2 separate regions of the Sus scrofa genome follow, and region 1 is linked to region 2. Evidence: chromatin contacts called from public Hi-C data. All regions are on one chromosome and are shown on one strand. The core of a region is the stretch at or near the end of the contact, and the rest is flanking DNA. Distances in the headings are between cores, read along the strand shown.

The links. Hi-C and Micro-C count contacts between places; a contact is called where the count stands out from the background.
Region 1: a Hi-C map of liver shows a contact between it and region 2, with 1.7 times the contacts expected there. The contact joins two enhancer-like sites. A contact is called at or near these places in 3 of 47 Hi-C or Micro-C datasets (brain, epiblast stem cells and liver).

What each region holds. Positions count from the first base shown.
Region 1 is chr14:60,637,439-60,642,745 of Sscrofa11.1, forward strand. No RefSeq gene overlaps it. Among named protein-coding and RNA genes, the nearest start is that of RHOU, 37 kb to the right of the region's middle. Within about 2 kb of position 2,968, at least 19 of the 83 cell types and tissues checked have an H3K27ac peak or open chromatin away from gene starts, as enhancers often do. A contact at or near this core is called in liver, where this site is marked.
Region 2 is chr14:60,554,634-60,560,108 of Sscrofa11.1, forward strand. All of the region lies in intron 2 of LOC102163174 (a long non-coding RNA gene), which reads left to right. Among named protein-coding and RNA genes, the nearest start is that of RAB4A, 29 kb to the left of the region's middle. Within about 2 kb of position 3,193, at least 30 of the 83 cell types and tissues checked have an H3K27ac peak or open chromatin away from gene starts, as enhancers often do. A contact at or near this core is called in liver, where this site is marked.

The DNA.
Region 1 (5,307 bases), core at 1,718-4,217, 83 kb after region 2:
AGCATAACCAACCACTCAAGTCCTGAGGCTCCCGATAGAGCTGAGACCGTTCTGATGGCACTTATCAAACCCCATGGGATGCTGAGCTCCATTTCATTTGTTGTAGGAGGGTTAGGGGACAAAGAAACAGGCCTTAAAATCTAGTTGGGAAAATTGGGCAGAATTTTAGAAATAATTAAAGAATGCTAAGCAAATTAACAATCATGTCTGATTACAAAAAATTTTAGGAGGAACCTAGTTTCTTTCTTCATGGCAAATGGACTGGGATCCCATGAACAAAAGTGCCTTTTTTTTTCTTTTTAGGGCCGCACCCATGGCATATGGGAGTTCCCATGCTAGGGGTCAAATCATAGCTGCCGTCCTACACCCACAGCAATGCCAGATTCAAACTGCATCTGCGACCTACACCACAGCTCATGGCAACACTGGATCCTTAACCCACTGAGCCAGGCCAGGAATCAAACCCACATCCTTGTGGATACTAGTCGGGTTCTTAACCCGCTGAGCCATAATGGGAACTCCTAAAGGTAGCTTCTTGGAATGTGCCTTAACAGTGCTAGAGGAGAGTCGCTAACCCATTACCTCTCCCGGGAGCATCGTTAGAGGATGTTCCAAGCCCTTCCAAGTCGCCTCAGCTCCTGCTGCCACACAAAATCCCAAAAACTCAGTGGTCCAAGACTATGACCATTTTCATTATGTTCATGAAGTTTGTGGTCCAGAGACCTGGCAGGCCAGAGCAGAGCTTCTCTGGGGCTTGGCCTGGGTGACAGGAAGCCCGAGGTAGCATGTCCACGTGGTGTCCCATCAGGCTTGTGGTCTTCACAGCACAGTGGGCTTGGGGAAGTCAGGATTCTTGTCACCTATATGCCTCTCAGAACACCAAGAGTGGGGGCACCCAGGGGACAAGGAGGAGGCCACCTGGCTTTTCAGGATCTGGCCTTGGAAGTCCCACGGGATCACTTCCACCACAGTCAATAAAGCAAAACCTCACAAGCCCACCCTCACTCAGACGGCCATAGAACCCCCCCACCTTCCTATAGAAAGAAAAAATGTAGAGCCGTATTATAGAAACACTGCAATGCCCTTTTGTGCCTCAAGCAGTAGATAATCACCCATAATTGATTAATAAGATTAGGAAAGAATATTTATCTCAATGCACTGGGTTTTTGTTTTGTTTTGTTTTGTTTTGCTGTGCCCAGGCCTTGTGGAAGTTTCCTGGGCAGGAATCGAATCCAAGCCACAGCTGTACCCTGAACCACAGCAGTAACAATGCTTGTCCTTAACCTACTGAGCCATCAGGGAACTCTGTGTATTGGATTTCCTTCTTTACAGTTAATAACTATGGAAAACAAAATGATCTTAATACAGCAAAAGATTTGGAGCACAGAATTTTGTTGCATTAAAACTAATAAAATGTCACTATTCCAGTTCATTGGCTAGGACCCTGTAACAATTTGTTGTTGCTGATGTGTGTATATAGGATTTGAACACTGTCAGTAAATGCAAATTAGTGGTGGATATAGTATGCAGATGAACATTTTTTGGTATGAAGAATAAAAAAATGGCTACAATTAAGAATGCATACTTAAGAGGGTGTTGATATAAACTCTTTCTGGAAGACTCATTTCAGTCAGGTTTTAAAGGATGCAAGAAGAATGCTTATTTCAAATGAATACTGCTAGTTATAAATAAAATTGATTCTTCTCATTAAAGCAAGCCCAGCAGGATTTATACTTGGAAGTACTTAGTGAGAATTAATAGAGTTATTATGGGCTTGAAATAAAAATGGAAAAAACTTTGGATTGCTAGAAGAGAAAAAAGTAAAGTATCAGTCTAAGACCCACGGGAGAAAAGTATGATTTTTTTTTCTGCTGATCCTCCTGTGGGCTCCGGGACCACTGGCTACTCAATTCTCTGACAGCAAGTGCTGTATGATTTCAGAGTGTGTGAACAAAGGGTGAATTTTCTTTTCCCACAGCAGCATACAGTGCACGCGAAGGAAAATCTGGATTAGTTTGAACTCCAACTACTTTTAAAAATAGCTTTATTGAGATATATTTCATGTACCATAAAATTTAAAATTCCCAGGACTGAAGAATCAGGAAATTGGGTCTAGTCCTGCCTTTGTTAGCATTCCAGGAAATTTGCCTCAATTTCCTGGGTCTTTTTCATAGTAAAACAGACATTGCACGACCTGATTTCTACAGTCGTCTTCAGCTCTGGAGCACTTTGGATTTATGATAGACAACGTCTCCCTGGAGCAGAGAGACCCCCTGTTTCGAGTTGGCCATGGTCCGGCCAAGGGTCCTTCCCCCACCTCTTGTCAGGCCTGTCCAGGTCCCGCTCTGGTTTCCGTCAGCAGGGCCGTTGTGGACTTCCTGCCATGTGGCCCCTAAACCCAGTATCTGAGCCAAGTGTGGAGAGAAGGCAGGCAAGGAGCTGACAGACAGGCACGCCAAGTCCCACTTCCTTCTTGTCTGTAGGAAGGGCCGAAATACAGGAGGCCCCTGGCCCACCTCCCCCACCAGTGTGCAACGTGGGGGGCTCCTGATCCGCCAGGCCCCCCACATCACTGTCACTTTTGCTTCCATGTTTGAGGGGAAGCTTGGGCCCCTCAGGGGAGTGTAATGGGCACCGGATGTCAACCAGCCCCTTCCCGGCGCCTCTGCCCTGCCCCAGCCCTGTGCCTACATCAAAGCGGTGGGCTCCCAGAAGCCCCCTGAGGATGTCCCCTGGGCAGCCTTGGGTCAGAGCTGAGAGCTGTTTGCACAGAGGCCACTCCGCAGTTTACAGCTCTCATTAAGTGCCTTTACAACTGCACAAGTTGATTAAAAACACACACACTCACACATGGGAAGCAGAAAGCACAAAAACTTTGCTTATTTTGCAGATGCAGTGGGTTACGTCACAGTGGGGCTGCTGATTACCCAAGAGTGTCCAGCACATTTTTCCAAAGGGTCGGGCCTGTGAGGGCCGTGCAGGGACTCAAATGCTGGGTGGGGAGCCCAGGGCCTCCCTGCCCTTGCTTATCTGCAGATGCCTGAGATGCACCCTGCACCAGCCAGCCAGACTGGAGGCCAGGGTGGCGACCTGGGTGGCCCCTCTGGCCTGAGGCTCTCGGGTCACCAGGTGGCTGGGGTTGCGCAGCACCGAGGCAGGAGGCTGGGAGGACATGGGCCATCCCAGGCCATCTCTGTGGCAAGGACTTTGGACAGGGCTGGCCTGGGCCTGGTACACTGATGTTGCTGGTCAAGACTGGTCAGAAAGTCCTCTTGCCAGACCTCCTAAGTCACCTGAGCTGCTGACTCAACACCTAGGATGCTGACGAGCCTCCATCTCATCTGCCAGGACGCATCTTGATCTCTCCAGCTGTGCTGTGGTCCTGCCTTCTCATCTCTGCCCAGGGGTACCCCCTTACTCCTCCTGGCTGTTGGCAGGTCCTGCCAGCTCCCCAGTCTGGAGGCAGAACCAGTGATTCCTCGCCGTCAGCGCTGCCCTGTAGCCACCTCTACTGTTCCCTTCTTCCTTCACAGCCTGGTCCCCCAAACAGCAGAAGCCAGGTTTTAAAGTATAGGTCAGGCTGCGGAAATAAAACAGTAAAATCAGTGCCTGTCAGTGTCAAGGCCCTGCCCACTACCCCCGCAGGGCTCTTCCTGTCTCAGGTCTCTCCAGGCCCTCCCTGGGTTTTGGCATTTGCTCTTTGCTCTGCCTGGACTGCTCAGCCCCAGTCCTCGTCACCTCCTCAGGGATGGTTCCCTGCCTACCGCCCACCCTCCACCAAATCCTTCCCAGGGTATCATTTGTAGCCATTATTGCACCAAATTTAAATGCACCAAAATTTAATTTTGATGCTGTTTTTTGCATATAATTAATGAGATAATAAAGGCTTCCAGATCTGTTTCGTTGGCTCTGGGTGTAGAAGGGTGCCCAGCACATGGAGATAGATGCCTAACAGACATTTGTGGACGGAACCAAGTGGGTGAGTTGAGGGACCAGTTCCACTGCCAGTGGCCTCAGCTCAGGAGGAATTCCTACCATCAGAGGCGGCCCAGGACCATCTGGGAGCTGAGGCTTGAAGGTCCCTCCTGCTGGGGGCAGGTGACTCTGGGCTTCAGTGGAGATGCAGGAGCTCTCCTGGGTGAAGAGCCACATACCAGTCTCAGTGAGGCTTGGTCTGTAAGGACTAGCAGCTGCTGAGAGGCCTGCGAGGCTCCCGAGCCTTCCCTCCCCTCCCACTTGCTGAAGCTCTTCTCCACTCCCAGCTATCCAGCTGAAGATGCAGGGAGCCCAGAAGTGGCTGTCCCTTCCCCAAAGTCTCCAAGCTTCCCTCTCCAAAGTCCGCTCCACTCTGACCAGCTGCACTAGTCACACGCTTTCACTCTGGAGCCTTTGGGAACTGAGCAGGAGACAGACACTTGACCTGAGACTAGGTCCTGCGCCAGAATCACACCACATGGGCTGCGTCAGCAAAGCCAGGCAGAGCCAAGGACCACAGTGCCTGGAGGAAACAAACCTCCGCAGGGTCCCTGTAAGAGTCCCCTCACTCAGGGGACAAGTAGAAGGCACAGTGATGTGACTGCTATGTAGCAAGGAAGGAAGGAATGCTTTGAGAACACAGACTGTCTGGTCATGCTAAGCCAAGAGCAGGGCTGGCCAGTGGGCTCGCCCCAGGACTGCCAGCATTTCTCCTGGTTTCCTGGAGGTGAGAATGGCTAGATCTCATTTGCTGTGAGCCACACTCAGTGTGTGGGCTGGGTGCAGTCTAATGCACACTGGGCAGTCGGTTGGCGTGTAATGAATGATTGTTGATTGAATGAATGACCTTTTCAAATTGCTTTAGGAAGCAGAACTCCTAAGTGGTTTGTTGATTCCAGAAAGCAGAATAATTATGATTCCTGAGGTAAAGCAATTAAGATGTAAATTCAAAAAAAAAAAAAAAACCAAAAACAAATGAAAAACCTAAATGTTCCATGGTCTAATTAATTGGGAGCAAAATGAGGCTAGGGATTCTGGCTTTTACTTCTAAATTCTACCTGCATTTCCCATCTCCTCCCTGCTCCCTCAACACCCCACCCCCACTACCTTCCCAGGGCCTGAAATTCCACAATCTGAAATACTTGCTCTGAAATTGAGGACTTGACTCCTTTAAAACACCTTTGTAGCATTGCACATAAATTCTTTTCAATTATAACCAAGAATGACTGAACTTCTTTGAGCATTTGTCTAGATGAGGCCAAGAGCAGAGAAGATGCAAATGAGAAGCGGGTGATTTGGGCCCAAATTCTCCTCCTCCACTCCCACCCACCT
Region 2 (5,475 bases), core at 1,943-4,442:
TCACCTTCTCCCCGCCCTGACCTCGGGGCAGACGCAGACTCTTCCGTCATAAGTGGCAGGACAGGGAGGGCAATGTGAGCCTCTCTGGATGATTTAGATTTATCAGGCGGGGTTTCTTCTTCTAGGAGAGCCTAGATCATCTCGGAGACAACCTCTAATTGCAAACACAATGGCAAGCATACAGTGGGAGCAGAAGGAAGCATGCTGGTGGGCTGATAATTGCATGGCTCGCCTTGACTCCAGCTGCGCCATGCAGCTGATGTCAGAGGAGAAGTCATCTTCCCGTTTTCCTTTTTCTTGTGGTACTGCTTCCGAGAGCTTTCCTCCAGTTTTCAGATCCTGCCTAATTTCTCCTTCTACCTGTCTTGCTTTTTTGTGCTCTTGACTTTAGCTCCCATGTGGAGAGCGAGCTACTGTGGGGCCCTCAAAATAAAGTCTTTCCAGTGTGCTGTGGTTTTCATTTCTTTTTTGCAAGAGGCAGGAGACTTAAAAGGTTTGGTCTGGCATTGAAAGGTGGGGTGGAAATAATGGACACTCAGTTGCCTTAGGCGGTCGGAAATTCCTCTGGCCAGACAAGATTTAAGTGGTGTGGTAGTTTGTTTTTTAAAAAGTACTTGGAGCTCCCATTGTGGCTCAGTGGTAACAGACCTGACTTGCATCCATGAGGTTTTGGGTTGATCTCTGGCCCCACTCAGTAGGTTAAGGATCCGGTGTTGCCATGAGCTGTGGTGTAAGTTGTAGGCATGGCTTGGATCTGGCATTGCTGTGGCTGTGGCAAAGGCTGGCAGCTGCAGCTCCAATTTGGCCCCTAGCCTGGGAACTTCCATATGCCAAGGATGTAGCCCTAAAAAGACAAAAAAAAAAAAAAAAGTACTTAGCCATTCCAATGCTTTAACAAATACTCTATCAACAGTGGCAGGTGTTTGCTTTGAAGCTTAGCAATAATATGAGGTTAAGTATGAGTTGTCATGTCAATCATTTTTTTCTAGGTTCTGTAATTTTTTTTCAGTTGAGGAAGCTTATAATCAGTGAAAAGAGAGTCCTTGCTCTGCTAATTTTTTTTTTTTGGTCGCACCCATGCATGTGTGAGTTCCTAGGCCAGGGTTGGAACCTGTGCCAAAGCAGCAACCCAAGCCACAGGGGTGATAACCCTGGATCCCTAACCCACTGTGACACCAGGGAACTCCCCTGCTGAGCAGAGGCCTGAGAGGAAGGAGTGGGTTGTGGTTTGGAGCACTGGGGGAGGGGAGCATAGAGCAGCCCCCCTCCCCAGCCCCACCCCTACTCCCTGTGCTGGCCTGGGAAATGTCCCCCCTCCTCCACTGAGTGCCTGCAGGGCTGTCACCATGATTTAAAGCCCTGAGAATCTAAGTTAGCAGGAGGTAGGTTGAGGGTGGATGGTGTCATTCTGGCCCTGAAAGACCCCCATAAATCAGTGACAGCTCAGCCTCAAAATTCCCTTCCAGCTGGTTTCCGGAGGCCCACTCTGCTTACACCAGGGGCAGGCGCTGATTGCTCGAGTGGGTGGGCACTGCCCAGGCCACTCGCCCTCCTGCAGCTCCTGGCAGTGGGCTTCTTCCTGCCACAGGACCAGGGGCGGCGATGGGGGTGCGGGGCTGGCCCAGCCTGTCGCCCAGGTCCTGGACTGGGAGGTTTGACTTTGATGGTAGTGCTGAGTCTTTAATGCAACGATCCTGTTGTGTTGGATAAACACAAAGGCGCCCTCTGAACAGGGGACAAGACTGGTTTGTTCCTTCCTTCTCCTTTGTGCTTTGTTCCTAGCCTGTCCCTGGCACGGCTGTGCTATGGCCAGCTGCCAAATCTCTGCTGTGCCCTGGCATGATATGGGGACACATCAGAAGGTCACCCTGGGTCCTGCCCCTGAGAGTGGAGGAGAGGGTCCCCGGGTACTGTCGGTTTCAAGGTTTAATTGTGTTCCTTGCCTGGCCTCTGGCCTCCACCTGGTTCACCTGCTCCTCCGCCTAAAAGCTGACGCCAGGAGCCCATGACGTGACTGCTCTTTGTCCTCTTCTGTTCCTTGCGCCAGCAGATTTGTGTTTTATGGAAGAGTCAGGCGTCACACAGGCTCAGCCAGGGTGAACTTTGTCCCTGAGCTCATTTACTTCTCCTGCTGGGCAGGTAAGGACAACCTCGTTTCTTTTAGAAAACAAGATGGCAAAGAAGACCTGGCAGAGACTCAGATCTGTGAGGGAGATTCAGATGTCTCTACATCTCGGTACAAATGCCCAGAGGGACCTGAGTGCAGTAAAGTCACCTCGGGTGCCCCGGTGCAGGGGTAGGATCCCTTCCAGGAGGTTGGGTGGTGCTTCCTCTCTGCCATGGGGACAGGGGTCACCTCACTGTGGACCCACAAACACTTCCTTGGTTGGTTGGTTTTCAGTCACAAAGGGAAGAAGAATAGAAAGGAGCAGTAGACATAAAAGCACCTGCCACTCTAGCATCCCTGTCCTTGCATGCCCAGGGTGGGGTCCCTGTCCCTGCACACTCAGGGTGAGGTCATATCCCTGCATACTCAGGGTGAGGTCCCCATCCCTGCACACTCAGGATAGGGTCGTGTCCCTGCATATTCAGGGTGGGGTCATGTCTCTGCACACCCAGAGAATCTGTTCCCTAAGCAGTTGCTCTGTCCCCATGGCCCTTGCTGGCTGTTTCTCTTCTGTCTGTGCCTTTCTGGTGATGTGGCCTCTTGCAAGTTACTCCCCACCCCTGTGCCCCACCTCCAGCATCTGCTAAATTGACTAATAATTATGTCATCTTTAGGAGCATGATGATGGGTAAATCAGATAGTGCAGAGCTCTGGAACAGTGCCTGGCACAAGAAAAGGTGCAAATACTCTTTCCGTTAACATTTCCTGTCCATCTCTGTATGTTTTTTTACTGTTGTTTTATTTTTAGTCAAGGATCAGATCTCATTTCTGGTCTTTTGTGTTTTGAATTCAGACCGTGGGAACACAGTCTACTTGCCTTTGAGACTTTTCAATCTGAAAGGTCATTCACATCTTAGGGACAACTCTCATTTGAACTGTTCCCCTTTTTCCTCTTGAGTGTGCAGAGTGACGTGTTCAAAACCCAGAGCGGTCTGGAACAGGGCGGCTGCCCTCAGTTCTTGGTGAAGCCTCCTTGCTGCGCGGGTCCTACCGCGTGCACTGCGCTCTCGGAGCCGCCGGCAGGGGGCGCTAAGTGGCCGCGTCCAGCTCTAGGCAGAGGCTCAGGCTAGAAGCGCTGGGTCCAGACCTCTTCAGAGAGCCCGCGGAGTCGGGTGGGATATGGAGCCTCCTTGGGCGGGAAGCTCCACTGCGCCCTTGTGCACACAGACGTTTAAGAAGCAGAAAGCTGTGTTGCTTTTGAGCTTTGCAGTCTTTGAGCTTTGTAGTCATACGGTCCTATGGTCAGCTCGGCTCTGTTTCCTTGGGCTCCATCCCTCTTAGGCCTGGGGAGGTTGCCCTCAGGCGAGGCTGGCGGAGTCAGTGGGTGGTAGAGATCCTCGCTACCCACTGGGGTGATTTGGGGACCCACCATTTGCCCTGACCTTTTCTCTCCTTGACCCCCAGTCTCCTTTTCCTCTCCCTGGGCCCTGCTCCGGGCCTGTGTGTAAGGCTGGGGACTGTCGCCTGCAGTGACAGTCTGAAGTGACACTGAAGTGGCCCCCTGCCCATCTGTGGGGCCAGAACAACTAGAGGAGGGGATGAGCAAGCAGAAGGTGGAAGGAAGGCTAGGTAAACCCTTTCCAGCTCTTGCTTCACCGCTCAGGTGCGTGTTCTTGTCACTTGGAAGGCCAGATTAGCTGCAAGCCTCTTACATCCCCACCCCACCAGAGATGTGCGATGTCACAAGAGTCTAGCCTCCAGCCCAGTATGCAGACCTGGCAGTGCCATGGGTCATCACCCTGGTGGCGTCCATCCCCACCAGACCTGGACAACCAGGCACTGGGAGCAGTGGTGGCGGTTGGATCAGAGGAAGGTCGGGTTTGGTGTCCAGGCTCAGCATGGGTCTGGGAATGGTTCAGGTCCAGGTTGATGGAGGGAAGGGTCAAAGGCATCCCCAAAGAGGGCGCTTGAGTGTGGCTTCCTGCTGGAGCCCCTTTTCGGCCCCAGGCCTGGCCTCTGGAACAGGCCCTGAGCCTCCTGGCTGCATAGAGGCTGGCTGACCTCTGCCTCAAATCCTCTCCTTCTCCACATATGGCCACTTCTGCTGCCTGCAGTGGAGCTTGTAAGAAGCCAGACTCGCTTCTACCCTTAAAAGGTTCAGAGGATCTCCTGGGGAGATCTGCTGCAGAGGCACCTGGGTCTGAGGATCCTGAGGAATCTGGGTGCCCCCGCACTGCATGGCTGTCAGTATCAGTTTCCCCTGCTCTAGGGGCGGAGGCTCAACCCTACCAAGACCAGCCCTGTCCTGTTTTATGGGATCAGGCTATGCCCTTTGACCCTGTACTGCGTCTTGCAGCAGGAACCCTTCTGGCCATGGGGGCTGTGAATGAGCCCATTCCGGAGCAAGTGTGTGATAAGGCTGGACACATTAGTCATGGAGCATTGCCCTGCTCTGGCCAATGCTGCCTCCCTGGTCCTGCGTCCATCTCTTTCCCGCTTTTCTGCTGGATCCTGGACCTGGTGTTTGACGGGGAGGCCTGGCACAGCTGTGCTCAGAGGGTCTTGTAGGCTCTCATAATGACCTACCCAGGCTGGGACCAGTAGAGAGTTTCTAGGGGAGAGTGAAACAGCTCTTGGCTCTCCACCCCAGTTGGTGGCACTTACAAGGTGCTCAAGCAATGCTTGTTGAATGGACGAGTATACTCCACTTATAGAACAAGAAGCTGGTACCTCCATGGGACCCTGGTTTAGTTCTTTATAGGAGTGTAGAAATGGGGTAGGACTGGAGTGGAAGGGGAAGCTCATTTTAATACATTTTCCTCCCCTAATGGCCTCCGCTGTCTTCTACACCTCAGTGGTAGATGCCTAAGATATGCTCATTAATGCCCTGACATGTGTTGTGGAGGACTGCACCCTGTCTTTTGCCCCTTGGACCCCCTGCCCTGGTCCTTCAGGGCTCAAACATCCTCGGGATGGCTCAGTTTGTCAGAGACACAGACCCATGCTCTCTGGGTTTTCCTACCCTCTGCTGTTGGGTCGAGCCTCTCCTGCAGCCAGTGGGCAAGTATGTAGCATCTGTGTCCACATAACTCGTGGCACCTTGGGCAGAAGTGTGTCTGTCTGTGACTTCACGTCTGAAGCCTCTGGATCATTCTGAGTGGAGGTGAGGATTGAGTGCTCCTTCTCCCGATACACACACACACAGACACAGACACACACACAGACACACACACACACAGATACACAGGCACACACTGACATACACGCAGACACATACATACCCTCCATCCCCCATGGCACTGACCCTCCCCCCATCCTTTGGCTTATTGAGGGGTTGGGCTTCTAAGAGAAGATATGAACTTTTCAAC